Regions from separate parts of the Sus scrofa genome. Here regions 2 and 3 are each linked to region 1. Evidence: chromatin contacts called from public HiChIP or PLAC-seq and promoter capture Hi-C data. All regions are on one chromosome and are shown on one strand. Each heading gives the region's core, a stretch centred on a gene start, on an enhancer-like site or on the middle of the called end of the contact. The rest is flanking DNA. Distances are from core to core; before and after follow the strand shown. Region 1 holds the start of DDIAS (DNA damage-induced apoptosis suppressor protein). Region 2 holds the start of CCDC90B (coiled-coil domain-containing protein 90B, mitochondrial). Region 3 holds the start of ANKRD42 (ankyrin repeat domain-containing protein 42).

Evidence for each region. Promoter capture Hi-C pulls out the DNA fragments that hold promoters and counts their contacts. HiChIP or PLAC-seq counts read pairs in DNA pulled down with a chosen protein or histone mark.
Region 2: a promoter capture Hi-C map of liver shows a contact between it and region 1, with 10 times the contacts expected there. The contact joins the promoter of CCDC90B here to the promoter of DDIAS in region 1. A contact is called at or near these places in 3 of 5 promoter capture datasets (fetal liver, fetal skeletal muscle and liver), 17 of 47 Hi-C or Micro-C datasets (adipocytes, embryonic fibroblasts, fetal heart ventricle and 10 more) and 2 of 2 datasets of contacts at active chromatin or transcription factors (alveolar macrophages and skeletal muscle).
Region 3: an H3K27ac HiChIP or PLAC-seq map of alveolar macrophages shows a contact between it and region 1. The contact joins the promoter of ANKRD42 here to the promoter of DDIAS in region 1. A contact is called at or near these places in 3 of 47 Hi-C or Micro-C datasets (alveolar macrophages, mesenteric adipose tissue and retroperitoneal adipose tissue) and 2 of 2 datasets of contacts at active chromatin or transcription factors (alveolar macrophages and skeletal muscle).

The regions. Positions count from the first base shown.
Region 1 is chr9:17,076,540-17,079,327 of Sscrofa11.1, reverse strand. It overlaps DDIAS (DNA damage-induced apoptosis suppressor protein), which reads right to left and starts at 1,444. Exons shown (of 5, transcript XM_003129716.6): 1 at 1,318-1,444. The region is part of intron 1 of PRCP (lysosomal Pro-X carboxypeptidase); the gene reads left to right.
Region 2 is chr9:17,446,165-17,448,952 of Sscrofa11.1, reverse strand. CCDC90B (coiled-coil domain-containing protein 90B, mitochondrial) reads left to right here and starts at 1,344. Exons shown (of 9, transcript XM_003129718.4): 1 at 1,344-2,455. The coding sequence starts at 2,356.
Region 3 is chr9:17,332,645-17,335,432 of Sscrofa11.1, reverse strand. It overlaps ANKRD42 (ankyrin repeat domain-containing protein 42), which reads right to left and starts at 1,383. Exons shown (of 12, transcript XM_021062582.1): 1 at 394-1,383. The coding sequence starts at 451.

The DNA of each region.
Region 1 (2,788 bases), core at 195-2,694:
GAACTCCTGGTCCCTGACCATTTCTCCAGGCTCATCTCATACAACTGTCCTTTCTGAATATGTTCCAGCAACAGTGGTCTTTTCTTAGATTCTTGAACACTAAGATGCCAAGCTCTTTCCTGCCCTAAGGCCTTTGTACAACCTATTCACTCTGGAAGATTCTTCCTTTCCTCTGTGGCATGGCTGGATCATTCTCAACTTTTTGGCCTCAATTTAAGTGCCAACTCCTCAGAAAGGCCTTCCCAGACCAACCTAACTCAAATAGATTCCACTTTATTCTTAAGTCCACCCATAAAAGGTTTAAGTTCCATTAGAATAGGAATCTCATATCTTGCTCACCAGTGTAATCCTAGTACCTAGCAGTTCTGGGCACAGAGGAGGGAGGCACTTAAAAACGACCTGTAGCACGAGTAACTAAGTACTTGGTGCATTGTGACCCAATCTTTCAGGCTCAGGGAAGACTTCCTGACTTAGAAGGCTTTATAAAATGCGACCTAAGGAATGAGTAGAATTAGCTGGGTTGGGGATGGGATTTAGAAGAGGTCTGGAGGTAAGGGAGGATGACGCATTTGAGGAACTCAAAAAGACAAAAAGGGCCCTATTGACCACGGTAAGGAATTTAGACTTAAACCTGAGGGCAAATAAAAGAAATCAAAGGAAAGGTTAATGGGGAGACCCTGATTAGATTTGCATTTATCAGCCTGGAAATGGGCAGACTGGTTTGGAAGGAGAACCAGCTACGAGGCTACTGTCACAGTTACGCGGCAGTTGTGCTGAACCAAGGTAAGTACAGTAAAAGTGGCGAAAAGCGTATGGATTTGAGATATTCAAGAGGTTGGTATGACTGGCTGGTTGTGAGAGAGAAGAAGGGCATCTAGATAGCTTTCGAGTTTCTGGTCTAAACACACTACTCAGTTAAGCACTTTCCCCTCTGGGTCACCAAAGCACTTCTGGAAAGGACCCCTTTTCAACAGGTATTACTCGGCATAGCAGCCGGTTGCATATGTATCTCTGAGCATCTCAAAAGCTAGAGTGATGCCTTTTCCTCTCCGTATTTCCGGTTCCAGACGCTCACAGGCGTCCAGCTCGATGGCATACTAAATGTTCGATTAACGCTCACTGAGCGACTGCAACAGCATTGTCTAAAATTAAAAATGACCTTCTTACTCTTCTACCCTCATTGCCGCCCTTTTAAAGAAGGCTCCTGAAAAAAAACAACATAGAATGCCCTGAGTCTCACTTATAACGACGTTAAGGGTTTCGTTAAGGAGTCTCCGGCGCTTGCCCCCACCAGGACCTCCTCCCGCAGCAACTCACCTGGGCAGAGCGCCGGGAACCTGCCCCGGCGAAGCTCAGTTAGTGACAAGGCCCTCAGGACTCAGCAGCAAACCAAGCGCCCTCCAATCGAATCTCCCGCGCCCCCTTCCGCCGGAAGTGACGCTCTGGCCGTCCTTTCTCAGAGCCAATCAGAAGAAGGTGCCGCCGAGGGTGGTGACTTAGCACAGCAACCAGTGAGCATTTGGGAACAGCCATTTTCGTCAAACCGGGGGTTGAGACGGTGTTGGCAAGTGTTTTTTCTCGACTAGTGGAGAAAAAACTAGTAGTGCAGTCTGTAAAGTTGGTTTCGGGGCGGTGTTGAGCCAGTTGGGCGTAAGGACCCCGGAAAGGAGTGGGAGGGGGCGGGAGCGCCCCTCGGACCGGGGTTCTGCGGACTGACTGGAAGGAGGAGCGAAGCTGGATGGTGGGGGAGCCGCTGGATGGTGCGGGAGCCGCGAGCACGGAAGGGGCTCTGCCTGCTGTGGATGGGGTGGCGTGGGCGAAGGCGGGGCCTGAAGCGGGCTGCGGGCTGCTGGGAGAAGAAAGGGGGCGTAACCTGGACCCGAACCTAGTGGAATTACAGGGCAGCCTCGGTTGAAGGACCGACGGTGTGGGCTACACCGAGGTCTGAGGTGCCCCAGCGACAGTGCAATAGGAGGTGGTTAGGGTGGCTTCATCGAGAGAGCGTGCAAAGGAACCAGACTTAGCAGTCTTTGAAGCCCTGCTCCACACTTCCCTCTGAGTGACCCAATGCAACCCCCAGCACCTTTCTGAGCCTGTTTCCTCGGCTATAGATGGGAGTAACCATCATACACCACGCACGAGATGGTGGGATGGTTGAGAGATGATGTGTGTGCCACTAAGCCTAGTGCTATAGTGATTCTGTAGTGAATCAATAAATTACCACGGTACTGTTGACTGGGGAAAAAAACCCCACAACGTGAAAATTGTGACTTAACTGTTAACTTTTATTTGGGGTAAAACGAGGATTCTAGTGCCGGTAACAGCTTCTCAGCTCTGAGGAACTGCTTCAAAGACGTGGGGGAAAGGTCAGTATTATACATAGGTTTAACGAAGAGGGTATGTGCAATCAAACACACATTTCATCAGAGGCTTGCTGCTAGTCAGGAGGAGCAGATGTCTCCGTTAATGATTTTAGCGCTAGATATGAGAAGATGCAAAAATTGGGGCGCATAAAACCTCCTGAAAATAGCTCACTATCAATGCCTGTTCCTCCCGTTTTTCCCAGAGCACAGAGTGCCCCATTCCTGATCTTCACCCTCAACTCCTCTCAGGGTGTGTTGAAGGCCAGTAGTTGAAGTGACTAGTGTCTTAAACCTTGTAGAGGCAGATGGCGATTTGTGGAGGACAGGGGTGTGACAGTGGAAGTGAGGCGGACAGGGCAGGGTTTAGCAGTGATGATAAAGGCCAGAGTGTAGGGTGACTGGGCTAGAAGGTGGACTTGGGGGAG
Region 2 (2,788 bases), core at 95-2,594, 370 kb before region 1:
AGTTGAAGGAATAAAGGGAAAAAAATCAATGAGAGACACTACCAAAGATGATGTAACATTGCAAGATATAAAAAGTTTCACAGTTCTCCCACCCCCCCTTTCTTTTCATCATTCTTTCCTTTGATTCAGTGTAATTAGCAAACTTATGATGGGTTTTCATTGTCAGCCCCCTAGTTCCATCAGGAAAAAAATTTCTCCCCAGATTTGTGGAGGACAGGGGGTGGCGATCATTTTCAAGCCATGAAGAATGTGATATTAACATAAAATAACACGAAGCTTTGGTGAGAATGGGCTCCTCTCACTGAAGGTTACACAAACTTGGAAAATTCATTGCAGGAAAAAGGGCAACATCTTCTGTTAGGTCCAGGTACGCCCTCTAGTGTCAGGAACTCCCAAGGACGCTCTGGAAGGAAACGGAGTCCCACCTGTCTGTCTCTCTCAATGCCTCATTCAACAATCTTAAAAAGGGGGCGGGGAGCGGCTCAGTGGGTGAAGGATCTGGCGTTGTTACTGCTGTGGTTTGAGTTTGATGCCTGGCCCACAAACTTCCACAAGACGTGGATGCAGCCCCCCCCCCAAAAAAAACTGGGATTTCTTCATATTAGCTATTCTGAGAGAAAAGAAATGACTGATATAAGTGGCCCAGGCTGTATCCATTCTCGTTGGAGTCACCAGAGTTACATTCACAGAGCTGGAGGAAATCTGGCCATCTCATGCAACTATGTCCACCCCGGGACCTCTGACCTCCTGGCATCAGAGGAAAGGTATTTGGGATCCTCAGGAGGGCCCAGGCATTGCAGAATGCCTAAGGAAATTGTGCTGCTATTGGAGATGAAGCTGGAAACGACAATTTGCCAATTGACAAGCATCTTTGCGTTCAGCTGGAATTCACCCCCTTGATGTTGGATAGTCACTGCTGATCTGCCACTTCCTGAATAGTAGTTATGTCCTGAATTAATTGAAAATAGGGATATATGTAATGGTTTCATACATGTGATTGGTGAGGAATGTAAGATATGTTTAGATTGGGGGCTCATAAGGGTAAAAATGCAATAAAAGCAGTCCTCCACAGTGAATAAATCAGGACCCACTTCCTGCTACCTTATTAGCCTCTGAGGTATGGATTAACCAGGCTGCTTTTAGAGAGGGAGTCTTTTTCCCTGTCTTTTATGGCCCCACCCACGACATATCAAGATTCCCAAGCTAGGGATCGAATTGGTGCTGCAGCTTCCAGCCTATGCCACAGCCACAGCAACACCAGATCTGGGCTGCCTCTGCAACCTATACCGCTAGCAGCTCACTGCAACAAAGGATCCTTAACCCACTGAGCGAGGTCAGGGGTGGAACCCGCATCCTCATGTATACCACTCAGGTTCTTAACCTGCTGAGCCAGGAATGGAACTCCTTTCTTCAATTTTTAAAGAGCCATTTATATTTCCTCTTCTTGTTAAAGCCCTGGCAGGAATCAAATGTTCTTTTAATGTGCCTACTGCTTTGGATGGTGTTTGTCATACAGCTGAGGCTCACAAAGCTATGACAACCAATTTGTAGACTGAGTAATCCAGTGGTAACTGTTTACATCCTTGCAAGAATAATTAAGCCACTAAAACCTAATGATTGTTTACCACTTTAGAATTCACAAAGAATATACTGGTACATTTGAACTTCACAACTCCTGTGTGTTATTTTCAGCATTTTACCATGTGGGGCAAAGTCTGGAGTAACTGAGGTCTGACAGTGATAAATGGTGAAAATCAGCTCCACCCTAGAAACAGAGGAATTCAATTTTCCTGAAGAGAGCAACTAAAACAAAGAAATTTCGTCTTCCTGTCCACGAGAGGGCGAAAGGGCAGGAATGACGCGTTGGCTGGACTACACTTCCCAGAAGACCTCTGCGATACCGCCCCCTCTCCTTTGCTCAGCGGCCGAGGACTGCAGGTCCCAGAGTGCCGTTCTCCTTAGACTTCCGTCTCCGGTCGAGCCAAGCTCGGAATGGCCGTAGGCTCTCCGGTGTGAGTTGGCTGTGGAGTTGTACACTTCATTGCCAGGATATGGGCGCCGGCAGGTCCTCAAACAAGATTCCGCTTTCTTAGGGTGGTAACGGCGTTCTCGGGCTGGGGAGGGACGGTGGGAAAAGCGGAGCCGCTCTGAGCCATGCTAATGAATCGTGGGTCAGCCTGTGAAGAGGCCCGGCTTTGCGGGGGTGCGCTAGGAACCTTCGTCGGCGTATGCGTGTGTTACAGGCCGGGAACTACATTTCCCAGCATCCTCGCGGCACCAGAACTACCTTGCCCGAAAACCCGAGCGCGCTTCTGACAGCCTTTACCCCTTCCCGCCTACCGGAAGACTGAGGACATGTGGAGCCGCAGGGTTTGGCTGCTCCTGCGTTCTGAAGGCAGCGGGCGCCGCTGGGATTCAGCTCCCCGCAGGCGTTTCCCGTCAGCCCTACGGAGAGGTGAGGAAAGACACCGTATCTCGGATGCCTCCGTGCTCCGTAGGGAGACGATACCCGGGGTTTCTGTCTGCTCCCGGGGAACGGGAGGCGAGGGTGCCACGCCCTCCTCCCAGGCCCCTGCGGGTCCGGGCGACCCTACTGCAGGGCCTCGCCTCCGGGGGTTTGGGCAGGACCTTCCTCCTCTTAAAGCGCGCCTCTGAAAGCCAGGCTCCACCATTAGAGCCCCGCCAGGCGTCTTTCCGAACCTTTTAATTATCAAATGTGGCTGACGATGCAGCCCTCTGGAGTAACCATAAGGTAATCTGGGTTCGCAGATAGCCTTTGCGGCCAGTT
Region 3 (2,788 bases), core at 134-2,633, 260 kb before region 1:
AGATGGATAGAGAGAAAGATAGACAGATAAGGGAGAGTCAATAGAGTCAAAGGAAGAAAATTAGGTAAGTCCAATATATAATATAATAATATCCACGGAGTCAAATGCTGCAGAGATGCCAGGAACTTAAAAGGGTCCATTAATTTTAACAAGAGTTGATGTCAGCTGGGAAAGAAGTCTCAAGAATGCGGGGCAGATGGAAAGTAAGGACAGCTGAAGTGAGTTAGAATGCGGGCCAGGTGAACAGCTTTAGGACACTAAAAATAGGTCAATTAGGGGTCATGAGGGGTGGCAGGTGAGAAAGGGAATGGCCAGAAGGAGCGAAGGCTCCCGTGGGGCTGAAGTGAGAAAAGGTGTGTGGCAGACAAGGACCAGCGAAGTTGTCTGACTCACATGGGGTCGCAGTTTCCGTGGAGGAGGTGGAGGGGCCTGAATCGGACACCCCAGGCATGGTGTGATCCCCTGGACTCCGGGGAGGAGTTGAGTCCAGGCCTCTACTGCTGCGGCGGTCTTCGCTTGCTGTGACCCACGAACCACTGCAGCAGCGGCTGTCTTCCTCTTCGTCTGTAGGCCCGGGGCCGCCGTCCTGCGTCGATCCCTCCCAGGTGCCCAGGCAGCGGGAACCTTCGTCTTCACTTTCTCTGTCCCAGAAGCGGCGGTGGTTGGCGTCTTCGCGGACGCTTAGCGCAGAGGATTCGCTGGCCACGTAGCCGCGGTCTTCACTTACCCCTTCCCAGGAACTGCTGAGGCTGCGACCGCCATCCACACTCCCGCCGTCCCAGGAGCCGCTGAGGCAATGGCTCCGGTCGTCACTGCCTCTCTCCCCGGAGTCGCTGGTTCGGGGGCCCCGGACCTCCCTGATCACCTCCCAAGTCCCACTGAGGCAGAGTTCGCGGTCTTCTCTGACGGTTCCCCCAGAGTCACTAGTGGGGTGGCTTCCGACTTCACTTAAACTCACGTCGCTGCTGCGGTCTCCCCTTACTCTCTCCCAAGAGTTGCTGGGACGGTGGCTACCACCTCTCCTGACTCTCTCCTGAGAGACACTGCGGCGGTGACCCAGGTCTTCACTGACTCTTCTCGAATCATTGCGGGAGAAGCCGACATCTTCACTTACTCTTCCCGTCGAGACCCTGCAGCGGTGGTCACTGTCTTCTCTACGACTAACCCTTTCCCTGGACTGGTCGCCGTGGTGGCCTTTTATCCTCCACACGCGATGGCTGGTGCGGCGGCCGCCGTCTTCGGCTGCTACTCCCCGCGACTCGCTGTGGCGGCGACCGCCGTCGGCGGGTACCCTCTTCTCCCAGTCGCTTTCCAGCGTCCCGACTCCAGCTACCCGGCTGGAGCTGTGTTGAAGCCGATGCCTTGGAAACGAATGAATTTCCGGCGTGCTGCGGTCATTTCCGGTTCCTCGTGGCCGTGCGTCACTTCCGGCCTCCCCGCTCTCTCGCGCTTTCTCCGCTTTAGCTCCCTCCCCTTTTTATTCCGGGGCTTCGCCTCTAGAGATGGTGGTGTGGATTCGTGTTTGGTGAAATTCCACTCAGTTTCACCCCCCTTCTGTCTAGACCCTATCTGTGTAATGGCCAGGCATCCGCTGGGCCCGCCATGGCTCGGCGACGCAGGTGGAGGCTTCAGGACTGCAGTCGGCGTAGGTGACCTGAGTGTGTGTGCCGCTGGCCGGGCGGGGCCTTTCGTCCTTCGCAAATCTAGTGCTGGTTGGAGCATTGGAGAAAATGTGTCTTTACCCTTTCATTTCATAAGTATGGAAAACAGCTCTAAAGGAGAAGTTAGCAGCTGCAGCGCTAACATTATTGGGTTTTACTACTGCCAGGCTCGTTGATAATCGCTTGGTACCAATTCTCACACTAATTTTGTAAGGTAGGTGTAATCTCCATTTTACAGGTGAGGAGATTCAAGGTATCAGTAATTATTGCTAAGGCTGAACAGCAGGTAAGTTGTAAAGCCAGTATAAAACACCGGTCATTGGTCGAAAGACCGCACCAGGTGTCGTGATTCCAAGGTTCCTTTCACTATAAAATGTTTACTTTCAGCAGTTTGGCCCAGATTGTTTTCTTCAACCCTGTTGCTTAAGGTATGTTCTTCCATTGATGTTTATAGCAAGTATATGGGTCAGGTTTTGCGCTAGCAATTGAAATTAGAGAAATTAGAATTCTCTGCCCTCCAAGAGCATCACCCACCTTGATTCTTCTCTCACCCTGTTTTTTCCCATCCTTACTGCCTTCCGACAAATTTTGTTTTGTGAACACATTTGGGAAATTCCCTTGACCCCTGCCTTTCCTTTCTTGAAGTACGGCAAATACCGTTCTTTAGCCTTTTATAACAATAGTTTCCATTTGTTGCGTTCCTGAGTCTGGCAAATGCTTTGTGTTTTCTTGTCTAATCTTTAACATAAACTACCTGGATAGTATTACTGTTCATTTCTACAGATAGATGCACCAAAGTTAATTGCCTGATCATACACAGCTACTAAGTAGTAAGTCCCTAAATTAGGTTTCCAACTAGACCTTTTGTGGGAGGGGCATACCAATGGCATGTGGAAGTTCCCCAGCCAGGGATCAAACCCACATCACAGTTGGGGCAACAGTAGATCCTTAACCGGCTGCACTACAAGGGAACTTCCCCATCCTAGTTCTTGGAGTTTTGTTGTACATACTCCTCCAAGTCTCTGAATTCCCACAGCCTTTGTTAGACCACTTACCACTTTGCATTGTAGTTACCTATTTAACAAGCTGATCCTCACACCTACATCCCCTTCTGTCCTTCTGGAAGG